3 separate regions of the Sus scrofa genome follow, and all the other regions are linked to region 1. Evidence: chromatin contacts called from public Hi-C and HiChIP or PLAC-seq data. All regions are on one chromosome and are shown on one strand. The core of a region is the stretch at or near the end of the contact, and the rest is flanking DNA. Distances in the headings are between cores, read along the strand shown.

What was found. Hi-C and Micro-C count contacts between places; a contact is called where the count stands out from the background. HiChIP or PLAC-seq counts read pairs in DNA pulled down with a chosen protein or histone mark.
Region 2: a contact with region 1 is called in a Hi-C map of liver, with 6 times the contacts expected there. The contact joins the promoter of DISP1 here to the enhancer-like site in region 1. A contact is called at or near these places in 13 of 47 Hi-C or Micro-C datasets (embryonic fibroblasts, fetal heart ventricle, fetal skeletal muscle and 6 more) and 2 of 2 datasets of contacts at active chromatin or transcription factors (alveolar macrophages and skeletal muscle).
Region 3: a contact with region 1 is called in an H3K27ac HiChIP or PLAC-seq map of alveolar macrophages. The contact joins two enhancer-like sites. A contact is called at or near these places in 2 of 47 Hi-C or Micro-C datasets (embryonic fibroblasts and epiblast stem cells) and 2 of 2 datasets of contacts at active chromatin or transcription factors (alveolar macrophages and skeletal muscle).

The regions. Positions count from the first base shown.
Region 1 is chr10:11,622,823-11,626,018 of Sscrofa11.1, reverse strand. The region is part of intron 1 of DISP1 (protein dispatched homolog 1); the gene reads right to left. Among named protein-coding and RNA genes, the nearest start is that of DISP1, 98 kb to the right of the region's middle. Within about 2 kb of position 1,493, at least 3 of the 83 cell types and tissues checked have an H3K27ac peak or open chromatin away from gene starts, as enhancers often do. A contact at or near this core is called in alveolar macrophages and liver, where this site is marked.
Region 2 is chr10:11,524,620-11,527,815 of Sscrofa11.1, reverse strand. DISP1 (protein dispatched homolog 1) reads right to left here and starts at 1,463. Exons shown (of 8, transcript XM_021064356.1): 1 at 1,400-1,463.
Region 3 is chr10:11,552,724-11,555,919 of Sscrofa11.1, reverse strand. All of the region lies in intron 1 of DISP1 (protein dispatched homolog 1), which reads right to left. Among named protein-coding and RNA genes, the nearest start is that of DISP1, 28 kb to the right of the region's middle. Within about 2 kb of position 1,694, at least 22 of the 83 cell types and tissues checked have an H3K27ac peak or open chromatin away from gene starts, as enhancers often do. A contact at or near this core is called in alveolar macrophages, where this site is marked.

The sequences.
Region 1 (3,196 bases), core at 244-2,743:
ACAAGTCTCCCTGAAAGAGGTTTTATTTTTAAAAAGTTCCTAAAAAAATTAAAACCTGGTTCCTTTGATCAAAACTAACTTCAAATAGAGGAGCAAGGAATTTTATAACAGCCTGAAGATTTTAATGATTTCCTTCAGATCACCTGGCATCAGAGTCCGCCTGGACCAGTGTGGGTAAGAGAAACATAACAGTATTAGTCATACAAGCAGAACTTACCCATTTTTTGTTTAGTGTTTTTCTAAAAAATAAAGGACTCCCACTTTCAAGTACAAATTTGGGAATAAAACAAGTCATTCCTACTTGGCTCTGGAGTGTACCAATTACACAGAAAGAAGGAGTGTTTGAATCTCAAGTTTCATAAAAGTTATCCCAAAGATGAATGCTAATGAGAGACTCCAACTTTACTTTTCAGCTACTCTTTTACTGAGTGTTTAATGCTAACATCTTGTGACTTTTTAAAGACGAATGAGTTTTTAATAAAAGCAGAGGCAAAAAGAAGGAAGACTACCTAGGGTAAAACTTTGCTAAAGAAGACAGTTCGAGTAGTTTTAATATGCTGTGAACCAACTTCTTTTTCAAATAAGCTCTCTAGCATGGAAGTTCATATCTTGGATAATATGGGTCTCCTAGTAACACCTCTACTCTTAATTGATACATACACGCTAGTATGTTAATATATGACAGCAAATTCTCTTATCCATGAAAAATAAATTTAATCCATTAATTTGCTTGCTTAACTCTTTATATTTTGTAAAATGATTCTCTTTCACTTCTGCCCATTTCATAGCTGAACTTGTTTAAGAGACTACAAGTGACAACCAAGAACCAAGGAGAAGGTGGGGGGGGGCGACCCTTTTCACAACACAGACATAAATCCTCTAAATGTACCAAGTTCTAATCGCTAATTTTCACGTTGTTCTAAAACTCTGAAGTATCGCTGGAAATTTCGAAGCCAAGTTTCATTTGTGTTTTTAGCGTTCCCGATATAAAAATCTAGTCATGCAGGTTGCGAGTCCTGCAAACTGTCTCCTGTCCCAAGACCGCATCCCTGCAGGTGGCAGCTAAACTGCATCCCTGTTCCCACGCCGTCAGGTGTCAATACTCAGACATGAAGGCGCTTCCCTATCACGCTGCCATTTTTCTAGCTCACATTCTTCAGTGAAACCTCAAATAACCAAATAAGTTCAACAAAAGTTTACTGGAGCTTATGAATATAGTGTGGTTGCCTTTTATTTTCGGCTTCCCCATAAGCTCTGAGGATAAACTGAAGTTAAAAGGAACAATCTGATGAACGCAGGAGTCAACCCCCTATAATTAACTTTAAGAAATCCCTTATAGAAAAAGAGCCCAACCTATGAGGAAAGGAAAGCAAACAGGGAGGCAAGAGGGGCGTAAGGGAAGCAGGATGGAAGGCAAAGGGCAAGAGGAGAACGGGAACCAGCCGTGTATGGGAGCGATAAACGGAAGATACAGGGCAAAGAACAGGGAAGAAAAGCTGCTGGGCAGAGACTGCGGGCGGAGGACAGGATACGACACTGATAATGGGTACAAAACTGGGCTCTGGGCTGCCCTCAAACACCCAGGAGCAATCTGGGCTTTTGAAACGATCCATGAGAAGAAAAAAACAAATGAGGAAAACTGCAGCACCACGTGTATCTGGATGTCGCCAAGGTTTCTGACCAAGCACCTTTGTACCCTGTGGTTCTGCTGGAAATTCCCACTTATTTTTTTCCTATAACCCCATAAGAGGCATTTTAACTGTGGACACTCAGGAACTTAATTAAAGCACATTAGTAAGAACTTATGAAAAACAGAGGGAACACGGAACTCCCAGAGACAGGCGTCAGCCTCCTCTGGCCCACAGACGGGGTTCACAGGGCACCAGTCACTGCTGGCACCTGCTACCAGCCTCGTTCCCTCAGTCAAATCCTCTCTCCCGTGTGTTTTAAAGGAAATCAAAATGCATCAGATACTGGTACCTTCCCTTTGAGGAGTTTCTTACCTTCACGCAATCTCATACGTGCAACAAAGTCAGTCCAAATGCTCCCAGCCCTTCGTTGCAAAGACACCTTTGACTCCCAAACAATTCAAACTGGAAACAGTATGGAGCTTTGGTTTAGATCAGACGCTCTCTGACTTTGTGAGACCCTTCCTTTATGCTAATACCTAATCAGCTTTTATTCAGTCTAAGGATCAACTAAGGGACAAAGTGAGAAACAGGTTTAACTGTAAGTTGAAATAACAGAAAGAGATAGAAGCCCTTGGAGTTCCCGCTGTGGCACAGAGGGTTAAGGATCTGACATTCTCTCTGCAGTAGCTCAGGGACTGCTAAGGCATGGGTTTGAGCTCCAGCACAGGGGACTAAAAGGATCTGGCATTGCTGCGGCTGTGGCATAGGTCACGGCTGCGGCTTGGATTCAATCCCTGGCCCAGGAACTTCATATGCTGGGAGTGCGACCAGAAAAAAAAAAAACAAAAACAAAAACAGAGAGAGCGAGAGAGTGAAAGAGAGGGATATGGAGGCTTTCAAATTATAAACTAACTAATCATCAGGAAACAAGAAAACATAACTTGAGAAGATAGAATTTACCGGAAAAAAAAAAAAAAAAAAGGAAAACCCTTAAATCGATTACTCTTAAATCTTAAGGACATGTACATTGCTCATTTATAGAATACAAATCCCAGATTTTGCCTAGAAAAAGCTGGGTCTTTTAAAATGATGCCATCCCACCTCTCTCAACACAGAGGTACCCCCATGCCTACCAGAAGGGTTCCAAAAGCTTCACAGGAACCTGTGGCATCACTCCCTGACATAAATCCTCAGATCCGCCCAAACGATGCTCAAAATGAGTTGAACTTCATCCGCTGCACACGGTTTGCTCACACGGCTCCTTCCTACCCATCACTCGAGCTCCGCGACATTGACAAAGCCGAGTCCTCCGCTCAGGGTACAGGGAAATTTCCTTTTCTCTTCTTAGACTGCCCTGCCTTACAGAGAGCATTCTCTGCCTTGATTACTAAACAACTAGTTTCCACCATGTATTAGATATTTGCAGCCTTTTTTTTGGGTCTTTTTTTGTCTTTTTGCCTTTTCTAGGGCTGCTCCTGTGGCATATGGAGGTTCCCAGGCTAGGGGTCGAATCAGAGCCATAGCCACTGGCCTGCGCCAGGGCCACAGCAACGCGGCATCCAAAC
Region 2 (3,196 bases), core at 214-2,713, 98 kb after region 1:
GTAGATTAGAAAGTACATATTAATTGCCATCAATTAAACATTAATAAAACGTAGCAAATAAAGTTACTAATTACCTTTGACAATGATAAAAGCAAGCCTACATACTACATGATGTCCAATAAGGAAAACAAAATGCGCTAATGTATATATAACAACAGATCGTGGATTATCAATACTTTTTAAAAAACTGTCAAGGGCAAATATATATGTCCTCCTTATAGCAGAAATAAAAAATAACAGTAAATCCAAAATTACTAGTAACTGGTTGCACCCTAATCTAAAATTGCCCTCAAATACTAAACACAATAGGGTAACTTTTGGTAAAAATGTATCAGAAAGTCAGGCAGAAAAACAACGATCTGCAACTGCAAACGTGACGTCACTGATTTGCCATGTAATTATCACTGTAATTCCAAACGCATTTAGAAGTTCATTCCATGACAAAGAAAATAAGACAACCTAAACTCTGCAGGGCAGAGAAGATTCCAAAAAGAAAACTTTGCATGGCTTACTTGTATGAAGACAACTTTAAAGCACGATCTTGTTGACAAAGAAATGTAGCCTAAGTTGGACCTGGGTGAGAAAGAGTTCAAGTTTTCCCTGGGCATGTAACATTTTTCCCCGAAATCCGCACGGGTAAAAAATGAATAAATAATTTGTAAAACGCTCCCTTAAAGAGCCAGCATCAATTGCAAATGAAGCAAGACGAGTTCAGCATCCAAGAGGTGACTAGTCGTCTTTCGGATGCGTTAGGTCAGGACGTCCTTCTCCTCTAGGACCCTCGGAGAAGGACCCTCCCCTCCAGCCTCCCCTAGAAGCCGGCCTCGCAGACAACCTGCCAAGTCCCGGACACTCCCCAAGCGGGACCGCCTTCCTTCGAGATGCATCCCGCCCGGTGTCACCCGCCGCCCCCTCCCCTCCGGGGCCTCTTCGGCCTCAGGGTCCCGGGTGCCTCCCACCCCAGCCCCCTGCGGCTGCCCTCTGGGCTCCCCGGCCCCCGATCCTGGTCCCCTGCCTCAAACCTTGGGGTCCCGAGTCTCCCTCTGCCCGCGCGGGGAGTCCCGACTCTCCCGTGCCTACCCGGTCTCCCCGTCCCGCGGCGCGGGGCTGCGGCGGCGCCGAAAAGCATCCACCGCGAAGACCAGTGCCTGAGACTCTCCGGCTCCGATCCGGACCGGGAGCCGGCTTCCGCCTCGCACCGGAAGGCATTGGCGAGGGACCGGAAGTCCCGCCCCTCCCGCCGCCGGCCGGTGGGGCGCTGGGCTGTCGGCGCTGGAGCGCAGGGAGGGTTGGGGCCAGGGGGCTCGCAGGCAACCGGGCGGGAGCAGAAGGACTTCGAAGGGGCGGGTTTCCAGGTGTCCTTCTGCTGCTTCCCTTTTCAGCGGATCAGCCAACCTACCTGCAGCCGCTTGACCAGGGGTTTGCTCTGCTCCCAAGCCCTAGAGGGTCAGGATGACTCAGACACTGACCCTTGCCCTCGCAATCTAGTTGAGAGTTGACATAAATATAAACAGAGGTTAATCACAGCACAAGGCGGTATTGCTTCATACCTTAATCCAAATTTTTATCACCTGCTGTATATCATTCAGGAAACAACTAGGCTGTAAAGAGAAGAACGCCCCTATCTTACGGAGCTAGGGAGGCAATGAATCAGGCAGAGAGTAAATCAAACAGCGACCTGTCCCTTGGAAAGCATAGGCTAAGGACAGATATAGGGGCAAACAAGTGCAATGAAATCATCCAGCATTACAGGAACTATGGCCCTGCTGAAGGCAGTGGTGGGGTGTAGGGAGCTGGGCTGAGAAGAGACTCCAGAGATAATGGCTCTTCAGCTGAGACTGAATAAATGATGAATAAGAATTAAAGGTCAGATAAGGTGGGGAAGTGCAGGCAGAGGAGAAGGATGCCAGACAGTGGGAGTTTGGCTTGATCAGAGAGGGGGAGGAGGGTACAGTTAATTTAGCAAGGTCTGAGATCGCAGAGACAAGAGGAAGCTAGGAGAGGAGGCAAAGCCGGATCAGGAAGACTGTTGTGCATTATGCTAAGGAATTTGAACTTTAGACTCCATGCAGCAGGGAATCAATGCCTATCTCTAGGGCAACTGATGAAACACTGAGTTACGAGGTTGAAAAGGATGACTGACCTATTCACCAAAGAAAAGTAAGAACTTGAAAGATCATGGCTAGAACATTTTACTTGTGAGGGTGCATTCTCAACTGCCATGCTGAGATGTTAAGACAGTGGTTAGCTGCAGCAGCTATATAAAGTCAGGACCACTAGGGCCTGGACCCTTCAGGTTGCCGGTTGGGCACATCACCCCAACCGAGTTGCAAGCTGAAGCCACAGGGAACCATGGAATGAATGAAGACTGCATTCCCACTAGACTAATGAGGCTGTTTGCTGCCTCTATTTCCTTGCTTGCTAATACTGCCTAATAAATATCCTCTTGCACACCCAGCCCCATTTTTCCATTTTAAAAAGAAATGATACAAAAATTGTTCCTTCATTTCTTTTGCTTTTGCCAACAACAAACTATGTTGCACTACATGGAGGGAGGATGACAGTAAAAGGAAAGGAAGAATGGACATCACGTAGAAAGTCTATACTTAGAGGGCACAATGTCACCTCTGGACATGGCTTTTGGCTTTCTCCCAATGGGAAGGTTAGAAGTCCATTTGTGGTGCTACATGAAATAACCCAATCATGTAGCAGGTGTGTCTTTGAAAGAATGAGAATGTATACGTGTGGTGTGAGGTATGTGGGGTTTGTGTGGGTGAGGATGTGTGTTTCTCCTCAATAAAAATTTGCCTCCCTGGTTTGGCAATTGAAATAGACACACAGTTCTACTCCTAACTTGAAAAATCACACCGGCAGGTAAAGCAATAGGCTGAATTTTCAGCTCTGAGTCTCCATGATATACATTTCTTTCCCAAGAAGAAATTAGCTACAGGCTGGGAGGATTGAGCCAAAACTTTCCCTGTGAAAACAATGGATATATGTCTTAAAGAGGAAGGTGACATCTCTATAAAATATCCTGATTAATTGCTGAGAAATTACTTCATTTTTAACATTCTCTTAAAAACTTTAAAAATCAAAGACTATCCATAGGCTGTTTGTAACTCCCCTGAGTAGACAGAATCATTGAAGATTATTTCTGAGTCCTCTCAGTTTTCATCCTGAGACAGACCTCACTGCC
Region 3 (3,196 bases), core at 445-2,944, 70 kb after region 1:
ATGGCCCAGAGGAAACAAATCTGACTAGGAACCATGAGGTGGTGGGTTTGATTCCTGGCCTTGTTCAGTGGGTCAAGGATCCGGTGTTGCCACGAGCTGTGGTGTAGACCGCAGACGCAGCTCAGATCTGGCATTGCTGTGGCTGTGATGCAGGCCAGCAGCTATAGCTCTGATTCGACTCCTAGCCTGGGAACCTCCATATGCCACGGGTGCGGCCCTAAAAGGACAAAAAAACAAAAAATAAACAAATAAAAATAAAAAATAGAAACAATAAAACATGTCTGAGCCATACCAGGGGGGGACAAAAGGAGAACATGTCAATTATAACAAGCTGTGGATGTTTTTAACAAAAACCTTTAGCTTATTTAAACCAGAAAACAGGCTACAAGAAGGAACACAAGTAAAGCCTCTACCAGCCTTTATGTTTTCTAATGAAATACTTCCTCATCAGAAAATTTTTATAGGAGGTTAAAAAGGAGAGGCATGCGAAGGCATTCCAAAATTCCAGAGAAGGGATTTCCTTGAGAAAATATTACTACATATTAGAACATGCACAAGTGTGCCAGGAAACTGGGAAAAGTATCTCAGCTGTACCGTGCTGGGCTGGCATCATACAGAAACTAACAGCCACACTGGTCTAGAAATGTTAAACACAATTTCTTTTTTTCCATTTGTACAGGGGTAACGCAGTGTATTAAATATGGAAGGTCTTATCTACATGGGTTTGATTACAGAAACTAATAAAGTATTCCCTAAATAATGAAGGAAAAAAAAACAAGTGTGCCAGGAAACCTACTGATTATACCCAGAAGTACTGAGGCAAACTTAAGACTTAGCGAGTGTAACTTGCACTTGGCAGGGAAGGGAAGAAGGCATGAGGGCATTCTTGGCACTGGCCTGCTAAGGGGTACAGATTCTGAGAGGGGCCAGTAAGAAGAGGGTGCACCCAGCACCTCTGAAAAGTACGCTTCCAACAGATTCAGACCTCCGCATCTAGGCTCATGGTCCCCAGAGGAGCCTCGGGCTATCTGAATCAAGAGAAGGAAACTAGATTAGGGCAGGCCCTACCCTGCCGTCATCCTCAACGTGAATCAGGAGTCCTCACCGTGGCTCAGCAGTAACGAACTCGACTAGGATCCATGAGGACATGGGTTTGATCCCTGGCCTCACTCAGTGGGTTAAGGATCCAGTGTTGAATGAGCTGTAGTGTAGGTCACTGACGTGGCTCGGATCCCGTGTGACTGTGGCTGTGGTGTAGGCCGGCGGCTACAGCTCCGATTCGACCCCTAGCCTGGGAACCTCCATATGCCGCAGGTGTGCCCGTAAAAAGCAAAAAAAGAAAAGAAAAGTCAAAAGAAATTGACTAACTTGCCCAATTACATACAGCCACATGTAACAGAGCTAGGATATGAGTCAATAGTTTGCTTTCAGGAGAACTAATTTGAAGGATATATTTAACTTACAAAAAATAATCACAGGAGCATGTCTTTAAAAATGCGTCCTAACTACCACCTATCAGCATGAGAACACTATTTACAGCCCTAAGAACCATAGGAAGGGCAGCATTTGGAAAGTACGCCCCCTGGAGGGCAAGTCGGCTCGGGCCTCGCCACGTGGCCGGGACAGACTATCTCTAGAGAGGCCGGGTGGTCCACGGCCGGACCCAGACCAAACTCCTTTTCTGAATTCTCCATTCAACTGCTAAGCCTACCTCTGCCTCGCTTCTACCCAAACCTTCTTCTCCTCAGCATGTGTGTCCTCAGGATGCCCAGCTGCCAGCTGCCCCCTTCATCGCAGGCAGGCAGCCAACGGGGAGGGAAGCCCCCGCCCCCTGCGGCCTCCCCGCCTCACTTTAGGGACCAGCCTGCAAAGGGGGGGCTTCTCTCTGCAGCCACAGACCAGGCACTAGGCTCTGCCACACCTTTTCCTTCTGGCTGGAGAAGGAACAAGCAAACTTCGGAGGAAGTGGGGAAATTGAAAATAAATGGTACAAAGTGCTTCAACTCAGAAACAGAGAACATGAAATAAACACGGTTCTGTAGAAAGGCTGGCACAACATGGTACAATGAACAAGGCCCTGCCGTCAGAGCTGTCACCACCTCAGGACTCGAGCCTTAACTCTGCAGGTACTTGTGACAGACACACTGCCTGCCTCCCAAGGCTCCCATCGACCGATGACACGTCCCATTCACACAGCTCTTCCGAACTTTCTAAAATCCTCTCTTGGCGTCTCATTTAAACCTCACTGCCAACAACCTGCAGCAGAAGTAACTAGCCCTCCCTTTAGTAAAGAGAAACAGAGTAAGACAAACAACGTGTTTTGCACAGAGTGACACAAACAGGAAGAGGAAAAGCCAAGAATCGGGCCCAGGGCCTCAGGCTCCAATTCTACTTCCTGAACAGTCTCTGGGGCGAGCTCTGGTTTCTGTCAAGTGAATTTAGAGCCCGATTCACAACATCTGAAATGAAATGAATGCCTCATAATTCACACATCACATCGTAGTTTCTCACAGTCACGGCAAAGCAGTGGTCAGGTGAGAAACGTGGTCAACAAAGGCCCACAGTGGTGAAGACCGAGGCACAGCAGCGGGCCTGGCCTTTCCTACCCCCGTCGCCTTGGGCCCAGCCCTCCTGCCCCGCTACCAGTCCCGCCCAGTAGTCTAAATACGTCCCTAAATCATCCAACAGAGTCAGAGATCAAAGGTAGTTTACGGTCAGAAAAAGCAGGGTACAAGAGGGTAGCTACGGGCTCTCCAAATAGTAAATACTGTCAACCCAGAGCCCATGAAGCGTCCTTGAACAAAAGACGCTCACCGACGGCCCTGCGACAGCCGAGAACCCTAGCGCTCCAGCGAAGGCCTGTTCTCAGACAGGGATCTACTCCACTCCCAGTCTGTGACAGGCTGTGAAAGCCGAGATTCTGCTACTCAGCATGCTTTCCAAACTCACTTTCCTGATGAAGAAAACAGCAGTGACAAAACAAATAAACACCCATCTACCTTGTTTTTGTGAAAACGATTCCCCACTCCCTGTGGTACGGGTAGGCTTGTCCAACACAGAACTGGCGATGTCTCCATTCCATTCACGGGAATGGGGAGAGGATTGACTGGGGGGGGTTTTTTGTTTTGTTTGTTTTGCTTTTCAGTGCCTCACTTCCAGCATTTGAAAGTTCTGGGATTTTTTTGGGGGGGAGCTT